Regions from separate parts of the Mus musculus genome. Here region 2 is linked to region 1. The links are chromatin contacts, called in public HiChIP or PLAC-seq maps. All regions are on one chromosome and are shown on one strand. The core of a region is the stretch at or near the end of the contact, and the rest is flanking DNA. Distances in the headings are between cores, read along the strand shown. Region 1 overlaps Gm31175 (a long non-coding RNA gene). Region 2 overlaps Hlcs (holocarboxylase synthetase (biotin- [propriony-Coenzyme A-carboxylase (ATP-hydrolysing)] ligase)).

The links. HiChIP or PLAC-seq counts read pairs in DNA pulled down with a chosen protein or histone mark.
Region 2: an H3K27ac HiChIP or PLAC-seq map of the HPC-7 cell line shows a contact between it and region 1, with 7 times the contacts expected there. The contact joins two enhancer-like sites. A contact is called at or near these places in 7 of 484 Hi-C or Micro-C datasets (the AtT-20 cell line, the G1E-ER4 cell line, the N1E-115 cell line and 4 more), 6 of 115 datasets of contacts at active chromatin or transcription factors (the HPC-7 cell line, acute myeloid leukemia, bone marrow-derived macrophages and 3 more) and 4 of 9 other capture datasets (adipose tissue, embryonic stem cells, liver and 1 more).

Annotation. Positions count from the first base shown.
Region 1 is chr16:94,029,266-94,035,670 of GRCm38.p6, reverse strand. Gm31175 (a long non-coding RNA gene) reads left to right here. Exons shown (of 6, transcript XR_876272.2): 6 at 2,021-4,038. Among named protein-coding and RNA genes, the nearest start is that of 2410003I16Rik, 22 kb to the right of the region's middle. Within about 2 kb of position 3,225, at least 6 of the 459 cell types and tissues checked have an H3K27ac peak or open chromatin away from gene starts, as enhancers often do. A contact at or near this core is called in the G1E-ER4 cell line and the HPC-7 cell line, where this site is marked.
Region 2 is chr16:94,219,661-94,225,355 of GRCm38.p6, reverse strand. All of the region lies in intron 6 of Hlcs (holocarboxylase synthetase (biotin- [propriony-Coenzyme A-carboxylase (ATP-hydrolysing)] ligase)), which reads left to right. Among named protein-coding and RNA genes, the nearest start is that of Hlcs, 68 kb to the left of the region's middle. Within about 2 kb of position 1,880, at least 100 of the 459 cell types and tissues checked have an H3K27ac peak or open chromatin away from gene starts, as enhancers often do. A contact at or near this core is called in the G1E-ER4 cell line and the HPC-7 cell line, where this site is marked.

The DNA of each region.
Region 1 (6,405 bases), core at 1,976-4,475:
ATACCACAAATTCTTGAGTAGAAGCAGTCTTTGGGTAGCCTATCCATACTGATCATACTAGGAACTACTGGGTTCTGCAGGGTATCTGGCCTACAAGGGACTTGGGAAGAGGAGGGCAGATAGGTGTAAATTACTTGAACAAACAGAGCAATTAGACTCCCCTTGTTCAAGAGATGGGCAGTAGAACTACCCTGCATCTCTCTTTGAATCAGAGTCTCATGTAACCCAGGCTGGCCTTAAACTTGCTATGTAGCTGAAGACAACCTTGACCTTCTGATCTTCCTGCCTCTCTGGGTGCTGGCATTACAATTGTTTACTAATGCGACTGGTTTAAGAGGTGTCGGGGATTGAACCCAGGGCTTCATACACTGTAGGCAAGCATTCTGCCAACTGAGCTGCATCCCCAGCCTTTGCCTCTCTCCCTCCTCCCCTCTCTCCTTCCCTTCTTTCTTTCCTTCTTTCTTTATTTTCCCTGCTGGATTTGGGTGTCAGCTCCTTGCTCCTTCTAGGCTGATGCTCTGCCTCTGAATGTGTCCTAGCTCAGAAATCTATTTTGCTTTCACATAAAGAGCAGCTTTTCATAACTCTGTCTCCCTCCCTGGCACAGATTCTGTCCCAGGGTCTGCTCTGTAGGACTAAGGTTCAGGGAGACTGGGTAGATGACATGCAGGCTCTTCTCAGAGCCACCTACTCGGGAGACAGGAAGGGGACAGTCTTCCTGGACTTGGCTTTTTTTTTTTTTTTTAATCTCCCTTCCATCTGGTCAGAAACCTTTGATAAAAGGAGACAAGTGTGGTTCAGTTTTATTTTGAGCCATTTGACTAGGGTCTGACTTCTTAGAGGGTTTATGGAAATACAAAAAAAATCATATAAAGCTTATTTTAATTTCACATATGTTACAAATCAAAGGAACCATTGTGCAAAACGGTATGCCAGTGACCTGAGATGGTCTGATATCTGAAGCCATTTCCAGAACAGATTCACAGCTCCAGACAGAGACTATGTAGGTTCCCTAAGATGCCCTGAGTGAAGAGGCGTGTAGTCATGACACACCAAAGCCCAGGCTTTTGTTTTGTAAGACATTTTTACTGTGGAGGCAGGAGCTGTGGCATTTGTTGTTTTTTATTAAAGAGAAAAAGGCCGTTGCACTAGAAAGGAAAAGAAAACATTTTCCAGATACCCCGTGATTCATCCACCAATGGCTTTATGAAGATCTGTTCCGTGACATTTATTGCATTTTTGGCGAAAACTGAAAAGAAATGAAAACGGAAAAAAATGGTCAAAATTAATGATGGCCCCGCACAGTCACATGACTGTCCTAAAAGGGAAAGCTCGTCCATGTCTAAGCTGGGAAGAATTTATAGGCAGGCTATGTTATTTTAAAGCATTCCTCACAGCAACATCAAACTCAAATTTCATATCTCCGGGGGCAAATTGGAGTCCATTTGATGAGTGGCATCACGTTGCTGTTCCCCACAGTGTTTTGTCAGGAACTCTCTTCCCCCTCCAGCAGGGTCCATGAGGCTTAGAGCGAAAAGATGGGACGTTGTACCTTCTTCTGACTTGGAAAACCGCACACTCCACAGGGAGAATCAAGTCTCTGGCATGTGTTAAAACTGCCCTGCCTGCCCATTAGCATCTGGGAAGACATCTTAGACAATATCTTGGAAGCTCAGGCTTAGGACTAAGAACCAGGAGAGATGGCTAAGGAATGTGGTGCAGGCGCTGATACTCCAACCTCATGCTTTACAGCCAGCAGGCAAGCCACATTGCTACTCAGTGCCTCAGTTTCCCCAGGTTATCACACGACTGGAGATGCCTTGCCTGTAGTCATTAAGGTTGGTATCATGATCATTCATACCCATAATTCCCTGTTAAAGAATGATACATTTCCATCCCATTGACCATGGTTGGCCGTGAGGCAGGCTACACCTGAGGGCGTGGAGCTTACGTCGGGGGAATGCCTACTCTCTAACCAAGAAACGTTATGTGAGTGCACTCCTCTCTCGATGTTTTGCAGGGCATGGTTGCTTCATTGGTTGAGATCTCAGATGGGAAGATGTGAGACACAGAGCAGCAATGTAACCCAGTAACAGAAATGCATTTGCCCCTGTGGTCACAGAGAACATGGGGTTCTCTGCTACGTTAGACATCCCGACTGATCCGCCAGCTCAGAGCCCTCCTGTTCTGATATTTCCACATTGTGAATTGCCTCTGCTCCTGCCCTGAGTGGTCCCAGCTGGTTTCCCCATCTTTGCCAGCCTTCTGCCCTGACTTCTTTTATCAAGGTCTCCAGAGCAAAGGACTTTGACTCCCTACGAGGGAGGGCGGATACAACTAACAACCCAAACATGATTCTGAAGCTATCTGTGAAGTACATCGATGCTGGAGCCCAGAGTCTGGTGGTCTGGAGGCCTAAGAGGACCGCTAGGAAAGAGCTTATTTAGAGACAGGCTCCAGTGGTCATTACAGTTTTACATTACATTCTACTGTAGTGTTCTGGAACTCTCCAGGATGAAGATGGTGATACTTCAAGGATTCTTGGGTATCCTGCAGTGACAGGGGTAGGCTCAGGAAAGCATGCATGCGCTGTGACTAAGGTGGGACATTTACGCTCAGTTAAGTCCAACCAATAATAGCAAACATGGTGACAGTGGTCTGTACAAACTTCTCTGCAAGCCAGTCTTCATCTACCACTCAACTACTCAAGAGGCTGCAGCAGAAAGATCACCTGAGCCCAGGAATTCCAGGCCAGCCTGAGCAACGTGATGAGACCCTGTGTCCTAAAACAAAACCATGTTAAGTCTCAGTGAGTCTGTGATGAGGAGGTTCTTCAAGAGTGTAGATCTGTGAACTCTGGAGGCTTGTTTCTACCACCATGATGCTGGAGATGACCTGCAGGGTTTCACCATGGAAGCCATCTTCAGTCTACCCAATGCCTTGGAGGGTAAAGGAAAGATCTATCTCATGGGCCCAACCTTTAGGGATTACAGCATGACATTGTCATCTACTGTTTACACTTGAGATCTGTACAATCAGGTTACACTATAAGAATCACACACAGAGAGATCTCATGTCTTAACGATATTGACAATTTTATGTTGGGCCTCATCTGTAGTTTTTCAGGGCATCTGGTCAGACATGCTTGGAACTGTAAGAGTGGGGGGCTGTGGGGTGCGACTTGGAGGCAGTTTGTTAGGCCTTCATACATTCGTGTGTCTGTGCATCTGATAACAAATAGCTACTTCCTTTTTATATTTTTGGTTGTGAGCTTAACCTATAACAGCTTAGTCATCTCTCCAGCCTACTTCTTTTTTAAAAACACAAGAGGGTCCCATTCTCGGGGGACGAAGACCCCTTCTAGCCACAGCACCTGCTTGCTTTCTTTGCTTTGAGTGACTTTGGGCCTCCTGGCCTGTTGCCACTTGCATGGTTTTTCCTTTGATATTGGGCTGAAACCCACATGAAGCCTCTTTTGGGAGGTTGGCAGCTCACTCACAGCACTTTCCAGAGAAAAATGTTCACAGTGGCACAAACACATTGACTCCAGCGGTCAGTCACTGAGTCTCGGGATATCAAGAGGGAGCGAGTATTTAGGGTACTGGCAGTCATAAGCGAGCTATCCACGCTCTGAGTCTTTCTCAGTGCCCTCAGCAGCAGAGATCACGGTGGTCGCCTGCTGCCGCGTCGGTGTGCGGTGCCCAGAGGTTCACAGAGGACAAACAAGAACTGGGTCACCTCTTCCAGCACCTTCTCCCTGCCCTGCCCTTTCCCTGTTGATCCCATTTCATTTAGTTCCTTTTTCAAGACTGCTCAGTCTGACCCAGAGCATCTTGCTACCCAGGCACACTGCCAGTCTCCCTTCTTCCTCTGAAGTCTGTGATCGGGAGCATATTATTTGATTTTATGTTATATTATTATTATTAGAATGCCCCCTGCCAAAGCCATGCTGAAACTGGACTGGCATCATGACAGTATGAAGAAGTGAGACTTGGGGTTGGAGAGATGGCTCTGCAGTTAGGAGCACCAGATAGTACTCTAGAGGACCAGGGTTCAATTCCCAGCACCCACGTAGCAGCTTACAGCTATAACTCCAGTTTCAGGGGTCCATGGAACCAGGCATGTATGTGGTACACATGCAAATGCATGTGGGCAAATAAAGTAAACACAAATAAAATAAATCTTTAAAAAAAAAAAAGAGTGAGGCTTTAAGAAGGAGTGGACCAGGAGGGCTCTGCTGTCATCCAGTATGGACTGTCAGGGTCACAGAGATGCATGTCCTCACAGGATGTCCCGATGGGAAGCGGGAGCTTCGTCTGCTTCTGGTCTCACACTCCTTCTCTGGCAATGGATGTCCTCCACATTATGACACAGCAAGATGGCCACAGGAGATCCAGAACTTCATTTTGGAGTTTATGAAACACTAGATGTGTTATAAATTCATTTGCTTTATAAACCACCTAACTTGGAATATTTTGTCACAGGAACAGAAAAAAAAAAGATTAAGACAAATCTCATTCATGTTGGACAAGACATTTGTTAGGGCAGGCTCTGCAGTGTACACTCTGGGGTTGAGACCAAAGTGCATTAAGATTTCCTATCGCCGTGGAATAAATGCGGGGAGAAATAGATATGAAGTTGAGCGTGACAGAACGCCACCATGTGCGAGTTCGTGTCCCTCCCAGATCCATGTGGTGAAGCCAAGCTTGAAATGTAGCAGTGTGAACAGGTCGGATCTGTGGGAGATGATGAGGTATGGACAGGAGTGGTGGCCTAAAGTTCCAAGGCAGCTATCATCTTCTGCATCATGTAAGGACGCGCAGAAGACACCATCTGTGGGAGCAGCTCCCGGGAGGCACGGACTCTTAGTCGCTGTGCACCTCTATGCTTCCAGAGCTACAGGGGTGGATGAACGCTGCTTATAGATTACTCAGGTCTGGGGTACGTTCTTACAGCCACAGACGTGGACTGAGATCCCATTAGTCTCAAAAAAATTAATAAACAAAGCCATCGATCAGAAAATAAAAGCAATCCACTTTAGGGGAGAGAGGCATAGAGGTTTCCTTCCTTATCTGGAATAGCCTGGAGAAGCCTTAATGGTCCACACATCTTCCTCAGCTCCATCCTATCCAGACCCAGGCCCCCCTCACAGGGACGGAACTGATCTCAATCCCTCCTCTGACCTCAGCACCAGGCAGCCAAACACCCGCCCGAGGGTCGGGACCTTCTTTCCACTCCTGCTGTGGCATTCTTCCTCAAACACAGGCTGTTTGACTTTGTGAAGACCAGAACCAAGTCAACAGGAAACCTGGCCTGGACACATCCAGAGTCAAACAGATTCTGCAAACACTCAGGGTCTTGCTCTGTCTCTTCCCACCAGAAGCAACTTTGGGGAAAGGCCAGGGTGTTATGAAACTCCGCTGGTACAGGGTGCTCTGGGCTCTGACAGGCACAGGGTGGCTCTCCTTTGTTAAGAAAAGTCAGGGTCGGGGACATGCTTGGAGAAGCCATGAGCAGGACTGACACTACCCACCTTCTAACCAGCTGGGCAGTGGCCTTACCATGTATACCTGCACCCAGAGGCGGGAGGAGGTGGACCAGGCAGCATCCCTGCTGGGGAGTAGAGTCTCTCCCTCCATCTCTGGTCAGTGCATGCAGGAGAGTCACTTGAGGAGGCAGACCCGCTCACCAGGTAATCACAACAATGACCCAGTCAGCATGCCGGGCCTCCTGCTATCATAAGGTCCCATCAAACCCTGACCCTACCAGAGAGTGCACAAATTCCTCTCTGCTTGGCAGAGAGTCAAGAGTATATTTATAAAAAAAAAACCACACACACACACACACACAAATAAGAGATTTGAGTGTTTTAATAAATCACAGGAATGTAGGATTTCAGGTGAACCACAGAGGGAAAAACATCGGAAAAGAAATATGTTTCAATGTTGGAGGAGACGAGATGAAATAAAGTCACGGGAGGAGCCATCCCAGGACGGGTCTGAGCAGGGGACCCACAAGGACGAGAGTGGAAGGGTTTATCCAAATCATCAGGACTGTTTAGCTTCGCCCATGTCAAAAACTCCTCTGTGCATTTGGCAGGATGACATCAGATTGCCTTCTGATTAGGCAAAAATGAAAACAGTACATATTGGCTATAATTTTAAGGTCAAAAGTAGAATTTCGGATGTACACTTAACTGTATTCATTTATTAGAAACGTCTGCTTGTTATAAAATAAGGTACTCTTCATGAATAAGTCACTTCATAATAAGGATTCCAATATTTTCTATTTATAGCAGGGCATCTCTAACCAAGAAAGTTAAATTGGCTTTTCACGGCTGTATATTTTAAGCTAGCTGCCTCCAACTCTTTCCGGACCATCGTAGACCATTATAAACAGTACACA
Region 2 (5,695 bases), core at 631-3,130, 190 kb before region 1:
AGGATGGCAGGCAAATATAAAAAGTCTTGGTTTTCATAATTAATCTACTGAGTAGAAACGTCTGTATGTACCACTGCAGTTCATAATGTGCTATGTCAAATACAATATGCTAGCGTCAAAGCCGAGATGTGGCCAGTCTCTCTCTCTCTTGCAGTTACTGGAGTTCTGTGCTGTGGTGGTGTGCGTGCACATGGCGAAGAGGGTTGTATGTTCAGAACCATGTCCACTGTGACATTGAAGGGTGAACCAAGCTGAGTCCTGACAGAAACACCTTGGGCTCACTGAGTGTTTGATTCTGAGTTAATCTTGGGTTCATCATGTATTCAGAGACCTTTTATTGTTGCCAAATTTTGTGTGGCTTCAGTGTTTCCAGACACAGCTGAAGAGCTGTGTGTTAGACCGTTAGCCCCTAGCAAATGGGTAACTTTACACTACTTCCTTCTGTGCGTTGTATACTCGGTAATCATTTGCTTGGTTTTATTTAAAGCTCAGCCACTCAATTAATACCTTGTGAGCTCCAGCAGGACACAGGTACCAGTTAGTGGGGTGAGGTGCTTGTACCTAATTATCAGAACTGTATAAACCTGATGTGGCCTCACACACCTGTAACCACAGTGCAGGTAGTTCAGGATCACAGTTACATGGTGAGTTTAAGGCTAGCCTGTCTCATATGAAGCAAAGAAAGAAGTAAAAAGAAAGAAAAAAAAAAAGAGAGAGAGAGAAACAGCCAAGGGCTGGAGAGATGGCTCAGAGGTTAAGAGCACTGACTGCTCTTCCAGAGGTCCTGAGTTCAATTCCCAGCAACCACATGGTGGCTCACAACCATCTATAATGGGATCCGATGCCACCTTCTGGTGTGTCTGAAGACTGCGACAGTGTAATCACATGGAATAAATAAATCTTTAATAAAGAGAAACAGCCAATAAGGGAATCAATCTGGAGGACGTGGTTAAAACCTCATCCTTGTAGCTCACGCTCATCTTAGAGAAAGAAGCTATAGAGGCGGCTGCCATTTACAAGTGACCTGAACCCCTCTGGTGGCTGGAAGTGTTTTATCTGGAGTCTATAGGGTACAGACAAGTTAGCCCATAGTAACAGAGCCATGACCTGACCTGGGCCAACCCGGATATGCTCACTAGACATCTGGCTATGTCCTGGCAAGTCAGCCAGGGATGTTTGGCTACTGGGGCCCAGGCCAGATCTCATGACTTCCCATGAGTTGTGAAAATGTCAGGTTCGTCGGTGCCTGTTCATGCCACTAGGAAAGGTAGCTGTGTGCTCGGCCCTTTGCAGGGAGGGCATGTGGTGTGAAGGTGGAAGGTTGGTCGGCAGTCGTTTAATCTGTTTGTCTGTAACCAAGATGATCGCATTCCTTTCTTGGAGAGTACACACAGCCAGCCATTGATGTGGAAACTGAGAAAAAGCAAGACTCGGAATATTTAGAGTTTTTCTTTAATGCTTAACATGATTTCTGACCAGCATGAGATCCGGTTGTACTTCTGGTCCTAGGTGGACACATCACTGGGTGGCGAGCCTAAGACTACTCCCCGAGAAGGCTGTGAGCCTACAGCCAGGGGAGGCTGTGAGTAGGTCTACAGGTCTGGTGCAGTCAGACACATGTGATAAGAAAAACTTCTCAAACGTTGGTTTAGGGGTTAACACGAGTCCTAATTAGGAACAGTTTAGACAGGTTTAGAATGGCGTGTTCACGAGTGTGTTCTCGGAGGTGTGACCACTCACTCACCTGTGTCCACGTAGTATGGAGACAGAGGCTGAGCAGTGGGTGGGTTTACAAATGCATTGTATTAAAACCCTGTAAATGTGTAAAGAAAAAATAACTGTAATATCGTGTTGGGTAATGAAGCAGCTATTTCCCCTGTTTGTTAGGTCGCCTCTCCTCACTTCCTCTTTCCTGAGTTTGTTTTAAGGCTTATTTACAACCTTTGTTTTTCTTTCAAATAAAACACCTGTTTTGGAGCAAGAGCTTCATGGTTCTCACCTGCCCCTTACCAGGTTCTTATACGCGGGCACACCTCGGGGACAGAGAGGTCTGTTTCTGCATGGAGGGTATTCCGTCACTTGGAGAGCCCAAAGCCACATACTTTCTGCGTTGCACAAGAAGTCATTCATCATTTTCAGTTTAGACAAAATGCTAACACTCCCCGAAGAGTATTCAAATTAGCAAGGAGAAGGGTGAGGTCAGTGGCTGGTAGAGGAGCTTCTCCTAGGCCGTGGGAAGGGCATGGGGAGCAGGAAGAGTCCAGAGAGGATGGGAGCCTAGTCCTGCCTGTGGGTTCCAGAGGTCACCGGAATGGTAATGGAGTTTTCACAGTTTGGAGCTGGAGAATGTGTGTGTATGTGTGCAGCGTTTACCCAAAACCGAAAGTGCCTGGTGGGGCAGGTGGCCATGTTAACAGCCTGGAAACCTTGGGCTACTTTTAACAGCCTGGGGTGCAAAGTGACTCTCTCAGCCTGTCTGGGCCAGCTTCCTTGTTTGTAAGGTGAGAGGGCTATGCTGTATCTGTGGCTTAAGAATGTCTAATATTGCAATTCTTTCTTTTTATTCTTTTCTCATATATCACATCCCAACCACAGTTCTCCCTCCCACCCCATGCCTCCCCGTCTCTTCCTCCCCACCTCTGCCTCTCCTCAGAAAAGATCAGGTCTCCCAGGGACATCAACCCACCAGAGTCATTACAGTAAGACCTAGCACATATCATTACGTCTAGGCTGGACAAGGCAGCCAGTAGGAGGAAAAGGGTCCTACAAGTAGGCAAAAGAGTCAGGGACAGCCCCACCCCCACTGTTAGGAGCTTATTTTGTTTGTTTTTTTGTTTTTTGTTTTGTTTTTGTTTTTTGTTTTTGTTTTTCGAGACAGGGTTTCTCTGTGTAGCCCTGGCTGTCCTGGAATTCACTTTGTCGACCAGGCTGGCCTCGAACTCAGAAATCCGCCTGCCTCTGCCTCCCGAGTGCTGGGAAGGAGCTTATTTTTTTAAGTAATAAACTCCTTCTCAAATGAGGTAAATACAGGAATCTACATACAAGTAGCCACAGGGGCTTTCCCAGCCTTAGGGCTTGCATGGAGGCTGGACAGGAAGGTACCTGAAGTCCTTCAGGCTGGGATACTCCCTTGCTGGCTGACTTCTTTTATTTTGAGCTCTCACGTTCTCTCCTTTAAGCCCTTTATGCCTCCTGGAGGTGCTGTTCAGTCGGAAGGTAAACTCGCTTTTCCCTGCGGATGTTCCATGCCACGGGAGAGTCTTATTCACAGCACACGGTGTCATGCGAAGTTCTCGACTTCTCCAGGGTTGCCCTAGGGACGGATGGCCAGAACTCCCTCTGGCACCCAGGGAAATCTGCGTGGGCCCCGTGGCCCTCTCATACTAAGTAGCCACTGTCGTGGGTGGAAGTGGGGAGCAGTTGTCTGGGTGAATGTTTAAATGCTTCCCCTGGAAGGAACTGTGTCCTGGGGTCACTTCCAAGCCAAACAGCCAGACTTTGGGGGAGCTGGGATGGCCCAGTGTGGTAGTACCCACCTGCCATCTCAGCTTTTGGGAGGCAGAGGCTGGAAGATTGGGAACCCAAGGCTGTCTTCAAGTGTGTAGTAGATTCCAAGACCAGCTTGGAATATGTGAAGCCCTGTCTGAATACTGGTTAAATAACTGGTTGGCTGTTTAAGTCAGTAACTCCATGGACTGCAGAGGAGTTGGTGGCACTGCAGTAAGAACTCAGCTGCCCTGGGAGCCGCCCCGGCCCACAGAGCCATCTGGAGGCTTGAGAGGCCCAGGACGGTGGAGGGAGGGGAAAGTTCAGCAGAGGGGGAGGACGCTGTCTCAGGTGAGGTCTTACTAACATTTTAGACCTTAGAGTTCCTTCCAAGCTTGTTTGGCTGGTCAGCAGGTAACACCTAGGCTCTGCCTGGCCCCATGAGGGAGGGTCCTTATGCTTGGAACGAGGTGCAGAGTGCGAGGTAGAAGCTTATGCAAGTTCTGCCTTCTCCCTTTTCTGGAGCTTTTAATCCTCTCTCCTTCGTTTAGTGTCCTCTCCACTTTTGAAAACAATCCATGGAGCTTTGTCATCTCAAACGAACCAAACAAGATATAATCTGACTTTTAGCTTTCCTCGATATCTGTAGAGGAGATCCAAGATGCTTGGGTGTTGTGATCCGCGACTGTGAATCTCAGGCGAGAACCTGCACTCCTGCGGGAGGCCCGTAGAATGCTTGCACAGCCCTTATTTTGGGCCCTTTTTTCCTCCTTTCACCGGTGGCTGCCAACCTTAGGGGCATTTGTGGAAGTGAGGGCATCTCCCATGCCCCGCATCAGGTGGACAGTGTTTTCCAGACCCATTTTCTCTTAGATCTGAAAGGCCAGCCACCCACTGCAGTCCGCCTGTGCCCCATTGCGTCTGAACAGCCACAACGAGTCTCTCCTGTCACAGGCTCAGTTAACAGTTACTGACCTCATGCCAGCTCCATCTCTCTGAATGGAAATTATAGACTCACCTCATTCCACAGTGGAAATCTGACTGTGACTCTAAATAGAAAAAACACTTAGTCCTCCCTGTCCCAAGTGCTTGGCTGTGTCTCTGTTGGTTTGACTACTGTTGATTGCCGTTATGGACTTTCTTGTCCCATATAGTTTGTTTTCTAAGCCTCCCCGTCCTACTAGTGGAATGGGCTGCTTGTTCCTCTGTGCCATTGTCTGTGGATGCAGATAGCAACACGGATGAGCCTTTTCTGAGACCTACATTAGGTGACGGTGGCCACACCCAGGGCCTTGTCTTAGGTGACAGCCCCGGTCCTGACTAGCAGCTCTCTCTCTGTGTCCTTAAGTAGCAGCTGGTACAGGACATTTCTAGTTAATACAAACTTCCTGTGAGAGCCGAGGCTGCCTCTCTCTTTACCTTCTGTCTCGTTCATGGTAACCCTTCAGAGGTCAGCCACAGTGAATGCAATTATGTAGGTCTCGAGGTCTAATGTTTTGTGAACTTGAAAACAAAACTGTAATAATGATTAGATTTTAAAAAATAAACAGTGCCAGAGACCTATGGGGCAGTATGAAAATGTCTAGTACATGTATAATCAGAGGTCCAGGAGGACAAGAGAGAGAAAAAATATTTGAAGAAATAACAGCCAGATGTTCCCCCAGTTTAACAAAAGACATAAATTTACAAGTTCAAGACATTTGCAAACCGAAGCAAAATAAATACAGTGAAATGCACCTAGATCCCCTGTACTCGGTGCCAAAGCCCCAGATGACGAAGGAATATGTCAGTCAGTCCAAGGAACTGGTGCTGCACGTTCACAAGAGTGGAGTGGCCTTCTCAGAAGCCACACAGTCCAGAAGACTGTATTTACAGAGTCAGAACTATGTTTTATTATTTTTTAAAGATTTATTTATTATTATACATAAGTACACTGTAGCTATCTTCAGGCACACTAGAAGAGGGCGCAAGATCTCATTATGGGTGGTTGTGAGCCACCATGTGGTTGCTGGGATTTGAACTCAGGACCTTCGGAAGTGCAGTCAGTGCTCTTACCCTCTGAGCCATCTCTCCAGCCCCTCTACCCCCAGAACTATGTTTTTAAAGGGCTCAAAGAAAATAAAGCTGTCGATCCGGACTGGTACATAGAACAACACGCTTGTGCAGCAAAGGCCAATGTTTTCAGATGAACAGCTGACCATGGAAGGAC